Linked DNA regions of Mus musculus: all the other regions are linked to region 3. Evidence: chromatin contacts called from public ChIA-PET and promoter capture Hi-C data. All regions are on one chromosome and are shown on one strand. The core of a region is the stretch at or near the end of the contact, and the rest is flanking DNA. Distances in the headings are between cores, read along the strand shown.

Evidence for each region. ChIA-PET counts read pairs in DNA pulled down with a chosen protein or histone mark. Capture Hi-C pulls out chosen DNA fragments and counts their contacts.
Region 1: a contact with region 3 is called in an RNA polymerase II ChIA-PET map of memory CD8 T cells, with 5,173 read pairs. The contact joins the promoter of Edc3 here to the promoter of Csk in region 3. A contact is called at or near these places in 4 of 39 promoter capture datasets (embryonic stem cells, erythroid cells, hippocampal neurons and 1 more), 2 of 15 datasets of contacts at CTCF or cohesin (CD8 T cells and embryonic stem cells), 4 of 484 Hi-C or Micro-C datasets (CD4 T cells, Th1 cells, neutrophils and 1 more), 12 of 115 datasets of contacts at active chromatin or transcription factors (CD8 T cells, the HPC-7 cell line, the SCID.adh cell line and 8 more) and 3 of 9 other capture datasets (adipose tissue, liver and pancreatic islet).
Region 2: a promoter capture Hi-C map of liver shows a contact between it and region 3. The contact joins the promoter of Cyp1a2 here to the promoter of Csk in region 3. A contact is called at or near these places in 2 of 39 promoter capture datasets (cranial neural crest and liver), 2 of 15 datasets of contacts at CTCF or cohesin (CD8 T cells and embryonic stem cells), 2 of 484 Hi-C or Micro-C datasets (CD4 T cells and regulatory T cells), 4 of 115 datasets of contacts at active chromatin or transcription factors (the HPC-7 cell line, embryonic stem cells and large pre-B cells) and 3 of 9 other capture datasets (adipose tissue, liver and pancreatic islet).

Annotation. Positions count from the first base shown.
Region 1 is chr9:57,706,776-57,709,978 of GRCm38.p6, forward strand. Edc3 (enhancer of mRNA decapping 3) reads left to right here and starts at 1,794. Exons shown (of 7, transcript NM_153799.3): 1 at 1,794-1,924.
Region 2 is chr9:57,682,144-57,684,965 of GRCm38.p6, forward strand. It overlaps Cyp1a2 (cytochrome P450, family 1, subfamily a, polypeptide 2), which reads right to left and starts at 1,512. Exons shown (of 7, transcript NM_009993.3): 1 at 1,462-1,512; 2 at 1-394. The coding sequence starts at 386.
Region 3 is chr9:57,644,147-57,647,346 of GRCm38.p6, forward strand. Csk (c-src tyrosine kinase) reads right to left here and starts at 1,507. Exons shown (of 13, transcript NM_007783.3): 1 at 849-1,507.

The sequences.
Region 1 (3,203 bases), core at 544-3,043, 63 kb after region 3:
CATTACAAAGACTCCAGGGAAAGACTCAGTCATGCTGAACAATCTCGAACAAGTTAAGTCTTGAGGATAGCACAGTTTGGGTATTGATAATAATTTCTACGGAGTCTGGTGACACATGCTTTTAATTTCAGAGTGCAGGCAGGAGGATTTCTTTGAGTTTGAGTCTAGTTAGGGCTGCATAGCAACAAACTGACTAAAATTTTTTTCCCATAAATTAAAACCCCTCAAGTGTGTTTGAAGCCATGAGCTCATAAACATTTCTAACTTTGTTTTTGGATTTATTTTATGTGTATTGAATGTTTTGCCTGCATGTATGTATGTACACCATAAGCATGCTGGTCCTCTCAGTGGTCAAAAGAGAGTGTTAGATCCCTTAGAACTGGAGTTATGGACAGTTGTGGGAAATGCTTTTAACTTCTGAGCCATCTCTCCAGCTTCTCTTTTCTCTTATTTTCTTTCTCCTCCCTCCCTCCTTCCTCACCCTCTCTCTTTCTTTCTTGGTGTGCTCAGAAATACTCCCCATAAGATTTAACCATGCTCAGTGGTGGTGCATGCATGCCTTTAATCCCAGCACTTGGGAGGCAGAGGCCATCCTGATTTACAGAGCAAGTTCCAGAGCTACATAGAGAAACCTTCTCTTGAAAAACCAAGAAGAAAAAATGAAAGAGATTTCACCTCAACAATGTTTTTCTTTTCGTAAGCACCACTAATTTCTCACCTCTAGTCAAACAGTATTGAGTATCTCAGCAAGGCAAAAGTTTCACTATGTAGTTCTTGTTAAGCGCAACCATTTCTCCAGCCCCACCTAGCCAGAACCACAGAATCTTTTTTTTTTTTTTTTTTTTTTTTTTTGGTTTTTCGAGACAGGGTTTCTCTGTGTAGCCCTGGCTGCCCTGGAGCTCACTTTGTAGACCAGGCTGGCCTCGAACTCAGAAATCCGCCTGCCTCTGCCTCCCGAGTGCTGGGATTAAAGGCGTGCACCACCACGCCCGGCTGGAACCACAGAATCTTAATTCAAAATAACAAATGGCCCCAATAGTCTTTAAATTTTCCTCCGAAACTTCACAAGCCAGGCAATCTGCAGTGCTCTCAACATTCTTAACTTCCAGTCTCCTACAGAACAGCTCACTGAGCTCTCATGGCTTTTCTAGCCTAAAATTCCAAAGTCCTTCCGAAACATGATCTGGTCTGTTCACAATACCCCACTCCTGGTACCAATTTATCTTAGTTTGGATTTCTATTGCTGAGATGAAACTCCATGACCACAATCAATTTGGGAAGGAAAGGGTTTATTCAGCTACACTTCCATATCACTATTCATCAAGAAAGGTTCTTGGAGTCAGGAGCTGGTACAGAGGCCACTGAAGAGTGTGGGTTACTGGCTTGCTCCCCATGCTTGCACAGCCTTTTTTCTCAGGAAAAAAAGCCCAGGACTACCAGCTCAGGGAGGGCCCCAGTTACAATAGCCTAGGCCCTCCCCACTCAGTCACAAATTAAGAGAAATATTGCATAGGCTTACTTACAGCCAGATCTTATAGAGCCATTTTCTCATTTGAGGTTCCCTCCTTTCAGATAACTTTAGCTTGTGTCAATTTGACAAACTAGCCAGCATAGTTCCTTCCTCCCATTCTCTTTCTTACTCCACTCAGATTTCACACACAGAAAACATCTTAGCTGCCTTGTCCATCAACCCTTAACATTACCCCAAGCTCTCAAATTTCCCGGGAGCCCCGCCCCTTGGCTCCGCCCTGTGTCAACGGAAGTGACATCACTCCGGGTAGGCCGAGACGCGGGGGCGTTTCCGGCGGAGGTGGCGGCTGCTTCTGTGTCTGTGGCGGTGGGCGTGAAGCCCCTCGGTGGGGTTTTGGCGAGCGAGGTCGTCTTGGTGTGCTGTGCAGCGCAGGCGGGGGCAGGCGGCGGGGAGGTGAGCACGAGGAAGGCTGCGTGTTCGCGGGTGCCCGTTGGCTGGCGCTTCCGGGTGGTCAGCTCGGTTTGCTTGTTAGGCTGCAGGCTTCCCGGCCTTGTAGATCTTTATATTGGCGGACAGGAGCTGCGGGTGTGTGTGTGTGTGTGTGCGCGCGCGGGTGTGTGTGTGTGTGTGCGCGGGTGTGTGTGTGTGTGTGTGTGTGTGTGTGTATATGCGTGCGCGCTCAAGAACCTTGTGTGTGCGCGCGCGCGCCCGCGCAGAAATTGTGGGGGTGCGCGCGTGCGGGCGTGTGGGGTACTCACTGGGTTAGGTATAGCCCAAGGATTCGGATTGGAGGCAATAACGGCTTGGTCTGTCTCAAGCCCGCTTTGGTTGCCACTGTGACTTCTCAAAGAGCCATTGCTCTTTGCCTTCATTTTCTTTGACCAGTGAGGTTAATAGCCAGTCGTGCGAGTGCCTCATAGTAGATGAGAACTTGTGTAACTTGTGAAGGACTGGGGTGTGGGACTAGAGATAGTGATGCCCTGCCAGAGCGCACGCACACTTAGCTGCCCTCGATGCACTGCCGCAGTTATCCTTTCTGTGTTGTGACTGCAGATATTAGTAATACTTGATCTGTGGTTTTAAGTGTTGGGGTGTGTTGGAGGAATAGTCTTCATCAACTTTAGTTGATTTTCAGTCTCCCCGTTGCAGAGTTAAAAGGACCCTTAATCTTTCCACAATCAAAATGACTATCCCCGAGTTATTCGTGGCTCATCTGGAACCCTCAGGTGGAACCCAGTTTTTTGTTTTTTGATTTTTGTTTTTTTAAAGAGAATGATGTATCTGTTTTGTTTGGGCACAAAATTCTTAGTTTTTGGTTTCTCTGAAGTAAAAGTAGTTGCAAAGAATGACCTTTTTTTGGTGACAGGCACTCAGTATATAGTTCTAGGTTAGAGCTACATAGTGAGAACCTGTAGAATTGTCTGTGTAGGTCAAACTGGCCCGGAACTCACAACGATCCTCCTGCCTCTGCCTCCAGAGTGCTGGGATTAAAGGCCTTCACTCTTTGACTACCAGGATTACTGGTTTTGATGTTACTGAGACATTTGGCCACTTGGGTCCCCTATTACCGAGTAATGCTCCTGCTTTAGCCTCTGGACTTCTGAGATTATAGATGTACACAACACACCTGACTGACAGTTTCTAATAAAGGCAAATGCAGTTTCATCTCAGATTTTTCTGTGTAATATTAACAAGAACCCATATAAAATGCTACTTAAAATGGAACTCAGAA
Region 2 (2,822 bases), core at 262-2,761, 38 kb after region 3:
CCAGAGTCTGGGTTGAAAGTCATGCTCTTGCCGTTAGTGATAAGTGTGAAGCTGTAGAGGTCTGGTCGGCCCTTGAAGTCATCTCCCTGCCTCACCAGGGCCTGCTTGATGGTGTTCAGGCCGCTCAGCACCACCACAGGAGTGGAGCCGATGCGGATCTGCAGCACGTCCCCATACTGCTGACTCAGCCGTGTCAGTGACAGGTGTGGGTTCTTCCCCACAGTCAGCATGTGCCCAATGAAGGGCAAGCCCCAGGGTCCGGGTGGATTCTTCAGGCCTTTGGGAACCTGGGTCCTTGAGGCTCTGACCATCCAGAACACTAAACAGAAGATGGCAGTGGCCAGTAGCAGCTCTGGGGCTAAGGAGATGTACTGGGAGAACGCCATCTGTACCACTGCAGGGGAAATGGAAAGATGGAGTGGTTGGGGATGGATTCTGAGCCTTCCGTTTATCCTTTCATTCACTCATTCAGTAGGTGCTGACATACATCCTGTGCTTGGCTTTCAGCCACACATCAGAAACGTGAATATACCTGTCCTGTGTCTTGTTCTTTCAGGGATTTGCCCTTACCCCATCCCAAAAGCCAAGGGCTGGGAAGGAGCCTTGCATTTACAACTTTAGTGTCTTGATTTCCATCCCAGGCTGTTTTGTCTACCTCTCTCGTTTCCAATTCTCAGACTGGCATGGATGCAAGTGACCACTCCAAAACCATGATGCTAAAAGCAGCTCCTCAACAGCCACAGTAACAGAGTGTTTGTACCACTTTCTGCCAGAGGGTCCAACACATTGGTGGTACCCTCCACATACCCAAGGAACAGAAGATGCCTCCTTGCCCAAGCGACAGAAAGCCACTGTTCCTGGGATGATATCAATGACCTGTGATATCCTCCTTTCTCTATAACACTCTAACAACACCCAGCAGAGATTCCTCCTCCAAAAGTGAGTCTTCATTTACTTCCATGCTTAGAGGCTGAAGTGGGCTACAGTTAGGTCTGGGGCTGTCCAATGCCAGGTGGGAATTCTTTCCCTACCTCTTTACTCCAGGCAACTGTCCTCAGAAAAAGCCTGGTTGAAACTGTTTAATTAAAGGTAATGGGCTAGTGAGATGGCTCAGTGGTAAAAGCACTTGCTGAAAGCCTGATGACTTGAGTTTGATCCCTGGAATTGATGTGGTGGAAAGAAAGAACTGATTCCTGAAAGTTGTCTCTGAGCTCCACACATAAGCTGTGGTGTTCAGACAGACAGACAGAAAGACAGAAAGACAGACAGAGATACACACACACACACACATACATATAAACACACACACGGAGGTGCAAAGGTCCAGGGCTGAGAATTAAGAAGCAAAACCTTAGACCTCTCAGATTTCCTTCACTTCCCACAGGGTCCCCGTTTCTCCATCATAATAGCATTTAGGAAATAGCAGCAGGTCTCATGATCTGGAAAGACACACAGACGTACCTGAAGGGCAGGGGCTGGAGACTGGCAGAGTTGTGGGAGTCAGTCCAGGACTTCTGGGTTCCGACGAGGGGCCTTTTATAACACCACCCACTCTGGACTGGCCCAGGTGCCCGGGTCACTTGATATCATAGCTGGATGCTGCACAAAGCTGAAAGGATCAATTCTTGGCTTCAAGCCATGGCTCCTCAGTTCCACCTTTCACTTGGGGTCAGAAGTGGCTTGGGGTCCATGGAGATAAATATTCATGGAGATAAAAAAGTATGACATTTTAGGGGCCAAGGTATATGTCTTTGAAAGAATACACTTCTTTCAAAGACAGGGCAGGGTTCAGGGTGTAAAAATTAGGTGGATGAACAGATATAACCTCTTCTCCACCCATGAGAATGGACGGGCCTAGCCCCCAGGCCAACCAGGGCAGCTCATGCTCTCCACGGAGGCAGATAGGGAGGTGCATTGTACTCGTGACTTTTCTGGAATTAACAATCTACCTGACAAAAGGAAGGGAAGGAAGGAAGGGAGGGAAGGAGGAAGGAAGGAAGGGAGGAAGAAGGGAGGAAGAAAGGGAGGGAGGAAGGAAGAACTATTTTGGCTCATGCTTTTGGGGTATAGTCCATTGTGGCAGAGGAGTTGCAACAGCAGGAATGTGAAGTGGCTGGTCACATGGCATCTGCAGTCAGGAAAGACACACACACACACACACACACACACACACACACACACACAGAGAGAGAGAGAGAGAGAGAGAGAGGACTGCTAGTTCTAGAGTCTTTTGTTGTTGTTATTAACCAGGGACTGCAGCCTAGGTATGGTATAGCCCACACTCAGGCTGGGCTTTCCCTCCTTAGTTACCTTTCAGGAAAGGTATGCCCTGAGGACCACCTTCTAGGTGATCCTAAATCCCATCAAGATGACACTGGAGATTAACCATGACATGTATGTTGTAGCTACCTCATCACACCCCACACCCATGTGTGTGTGTGTGTGTGTGTGTGTGTGCGCGCGTGCGCGCACGCGCGCGAGCGCATACCTGAACCTACATCCACAAACATACTTGGTGAGGACTCTACCACTGAATTAGGTCTTAACTCCTCTCCCAACTTTTATTTTCTTTAGAATTTTGTATTCTAAAGGGAGGCTCTCTCTGCACTCTCCCTCCTGTGGAAGATGGTAAGGAATTAAAAGACAACAAAGACAACTCATGGGGGCCGGAGAGAGAGGTAAAGAGCACTGACTGCTATTCCAGAGGGTTCAATTCCCACCACCCACATGCCAACTCACAATGGTCTGTAATTCCCGTTCCAGGGGACCTGACACCCTCACACAGACATATGTGCAGTCAAAACACCCAGCGCTTGGGAGGC
Region 3 (3,200 bases), core at 257-2,756:
AAGTGGGAATGAGAGACAGCTAGCCTCCCTCCATCAGGAGCCTGGAATATGACCTGCCCCTTGGGCCTCAGTTCCCTGCTATACAAAATGATCAAAAAAAAAAAAAAAAAACTCCTACTTAAGCTCCAAAGATCCAGTGACTGGACACACCCCTTCCAAATAACTGGTCTGGGTCCTGAGAAGCCTGGGAAAATAGACTGATGAGGATGCTGGGGGTGGGGGTGGGGGGAACGGGGTACAGTACCAATGCCCAGTGTCACCTCTACGCAGACTGGAAGCCCTGCCCAGTTTCTCCACCCAAGGGTCAGAGGTCCCTTGCTTTAAGCCTGATCCTCTGGCAGGTCAAGGGTGACAGGCTTAGTTCAAGGACCCGGCCTTCTATCAGGCACAAAGGGAGGTGGCATGGCCCTGGGCTGCTTGGAGCCAATAGAACCTCTGTGCAACGACTGAAGTAGAGTTCAGAACCAGACAAGCCAGGATACCTTCAGGGAAGCCCTGAACGGGAAAGGGCAAACGCCCGGGAGTCCGGCCCATACCACTTCTCTTCCTCCGGGGTCCAGCCACTTCCCACTCTGCTCTCCTCACGGGAGTTGGGGGGTGGGAAGGTAGGACTCTGCAGACCTAAGCCAATTCTCTCGTGGTGCTGGGTAGTACTACCTCCCTTGTGGCTCATTCCCAGTAGTGTTCTGACAGTGATTCCCGGGAGAATTCGAACCCGTTTGGGAGGTGGGGGGTTGGGGGGATGGGTGTGGGCGCGGCGGTGGTGGCTACAGAGGCGGGACGAGCGACCTCCTCCCTTCTAGGGGGCATTAGGACACCCACCTCCTTTGGGGCTGCCCAGCACTCACCTCTCTGGGGGCACTGCGGTCCAGGCCTCCTCACCGAGGGCGGCATCAGTGGCCTGCAGGACAGTCCATGCGGCCAAGGGGGAGGGGAGGGGCACAGGGGTCCCCAGGGGGTGCGGTACAAAGAGGTGTATGGATGCGAAAAGAGAGGGAAGGGGAGCCAGACAGGCAGGGGGACTGCCGCGCAGCCCCAGGCGGGGAGGGAAGAAAGGCGGGGGAAGGGGGCGGGAGGGAGTCCGGGGGGGAGGAAACAATGTAGCCGGCGCGGCCCCGGCAGAGTTCCGCTTCCGAACGCGGCCACGGAGGTTCGGTTTGGGGACGTCGCGCCGCCGCCGGGGGGCCGCCCCGGGCGTTCGATCGCCGCTCGCAGGGCTTGCCTAAGCCCCACACCCCGGAGGCTGGGCGGCCAGAGGCTGGCCAGGCGGGAGGGACGGCTGGCCCGGGGACGGCCCCGACGGCGGCGCGGCCCGGGTTGGCCCTGCTCGGACCCCACCCCGGTGGGATTCCCCGGGGCAGGGCGCAGGGTGGCGCGGAAGCGCAAGGAAGGCAGCAGGCTCAGCGGCGGCGGCCAACCTCAGCTCGCCCGGGCTCCGATGGGAGGAAGCTCGCAGGCCTGGTGAGAGGAAGCGCGGCCCGGATCCTCCGCCCGCTGCGGCGCGCCTGCGCGAGGGGGCCTGCCGGGCGAGCAGCGGGGCGTGGGTCGGCGCCCTCTGCTGGACCTTGGAGGAAATGCGGGGGGTGTGTCCGCGTCTACGCCCTGCCCCCACTTGCTGGCCTTCGCGAAGGCTCCCGAAGGTCCTTTCAGAGGGCCACCAGCATGCTAGAGCCAACCTCTCAGCTTCCTCTAGGCGAAGCTTCCTTGCTAGAGTGGAGGTTAGGCCTAGACTCTTCTGGGACAGTAAGCATGCATTTACACGGCCCCTGCTCTGTAGTCTACCACCGTCTCTGCTTCCTCCTCCTCCTTCTCCTCCTCTTCCCCCCCCCCCCCCCCCCAGCGAAGTTTTCTTTCTATAGTGGAGGCTAGGCCTAGACTCTTCTGGGACAGTAAGCATGCATTTACACAGCCCCTGCTCTGTAGTCTACCACCGTCCTTCTCCTTCCTTCTCCTCCACCTCCTTTCTCCTCTCTCCTCCTCCTCTTCTTCCTTCTCTTCCTCTTCTTCCTTCTCCTCCTTTGTAGTTTTTTTGTTATCTTTTGTTTTTCTGAGACAGGGTCTCACTATGTAGCTCTGGAACTTGCTCTGTAGACCAGGCTGGCCTCGAACTCATAAAGATCTGCCTGCTTCTTCCTCCCAAGTGCTAGAATTAAAGAGTGCATTTCCGGGCGGTGGTGGCCCACGCCTTTAATCCCAGCACTCAGGAGGCAGAGGCAGGTGGATTTCTGAATTTGAGGCCAGCCTGGTCTACAAAGTGAGTTCCAGGACAGCCAGGGCTACACAGAGAAACCCTGTCTCGAAAAACAAAACAAAACATAAAACAAACAAACAAAAAGAGTGTGCATCACCACTACCCGGCCGGAGTCCACTTCTTAAAACCTCTATATCTGCCAAATTCTCATGAGGGGTTGTTGCAAAAATATTGTCACAAAGAACAAATTGATAAACAATGAAAAAAAAAAAAAAGGTACAAGGTCCACAAGAAACAGGAAAGAAGGGAACATGGGTTGATTTTCTAGATCTGGGAACACAGCAGGGAGACCTGACTTACTTCGTGTGTAGGGGAAAGCAGAAAGAGATGCGGTCAGTCCTGCAAGCTACAGGGCCAAAGAACCACAGAGCTTCTTGGAACTCTTCCGGGCTTTATTTTCAGCTGAGATGCAATAGGGAAGTTGTCACTGGCTGTGTAACAACGTCGGACCAGTTAGCTAATCTCTGTCTGTCCTTTTCCACTGTGGTTTGGTAAAGTGAGCAAGAGCGGTACCACCAACTTTGTAAGGTTTTGTGGAGAGGAAATGAGTTAATAGGTTTGAAGTGCTCGGTGCGCAAGTGGCACGTGGTGAGTCCTCAATTAAACACGGGCTGTTATTATGCACCATTGTTAATGAGGAGTCCGGGATCCTCCCGGAGCAATTTGCTCTCAGCTACAGGAGCAAGCAGTGCTCCTGTATGGGAGGGCCACAGAATGGAAGCACAGTGGCTAGAGAGAAGCCAGAAAGTCCGTTGGAGGTGCTAGGTGTAGGAGCACTTTCTAAGGACCAGGACTGAAAGAGGGTACTAGTTTAGGAGCAGGGGATGGGGGTGAGGGAGTGGGAGGGGGATCTTCAGATGGGAGAGGAGACGCTGCTGGCAAAGACTTGGAATGCAATGTAAAGTGGTACTGACTGAGGGGAAGAAAGGGGCTCTGTGAGAAGCAAGGT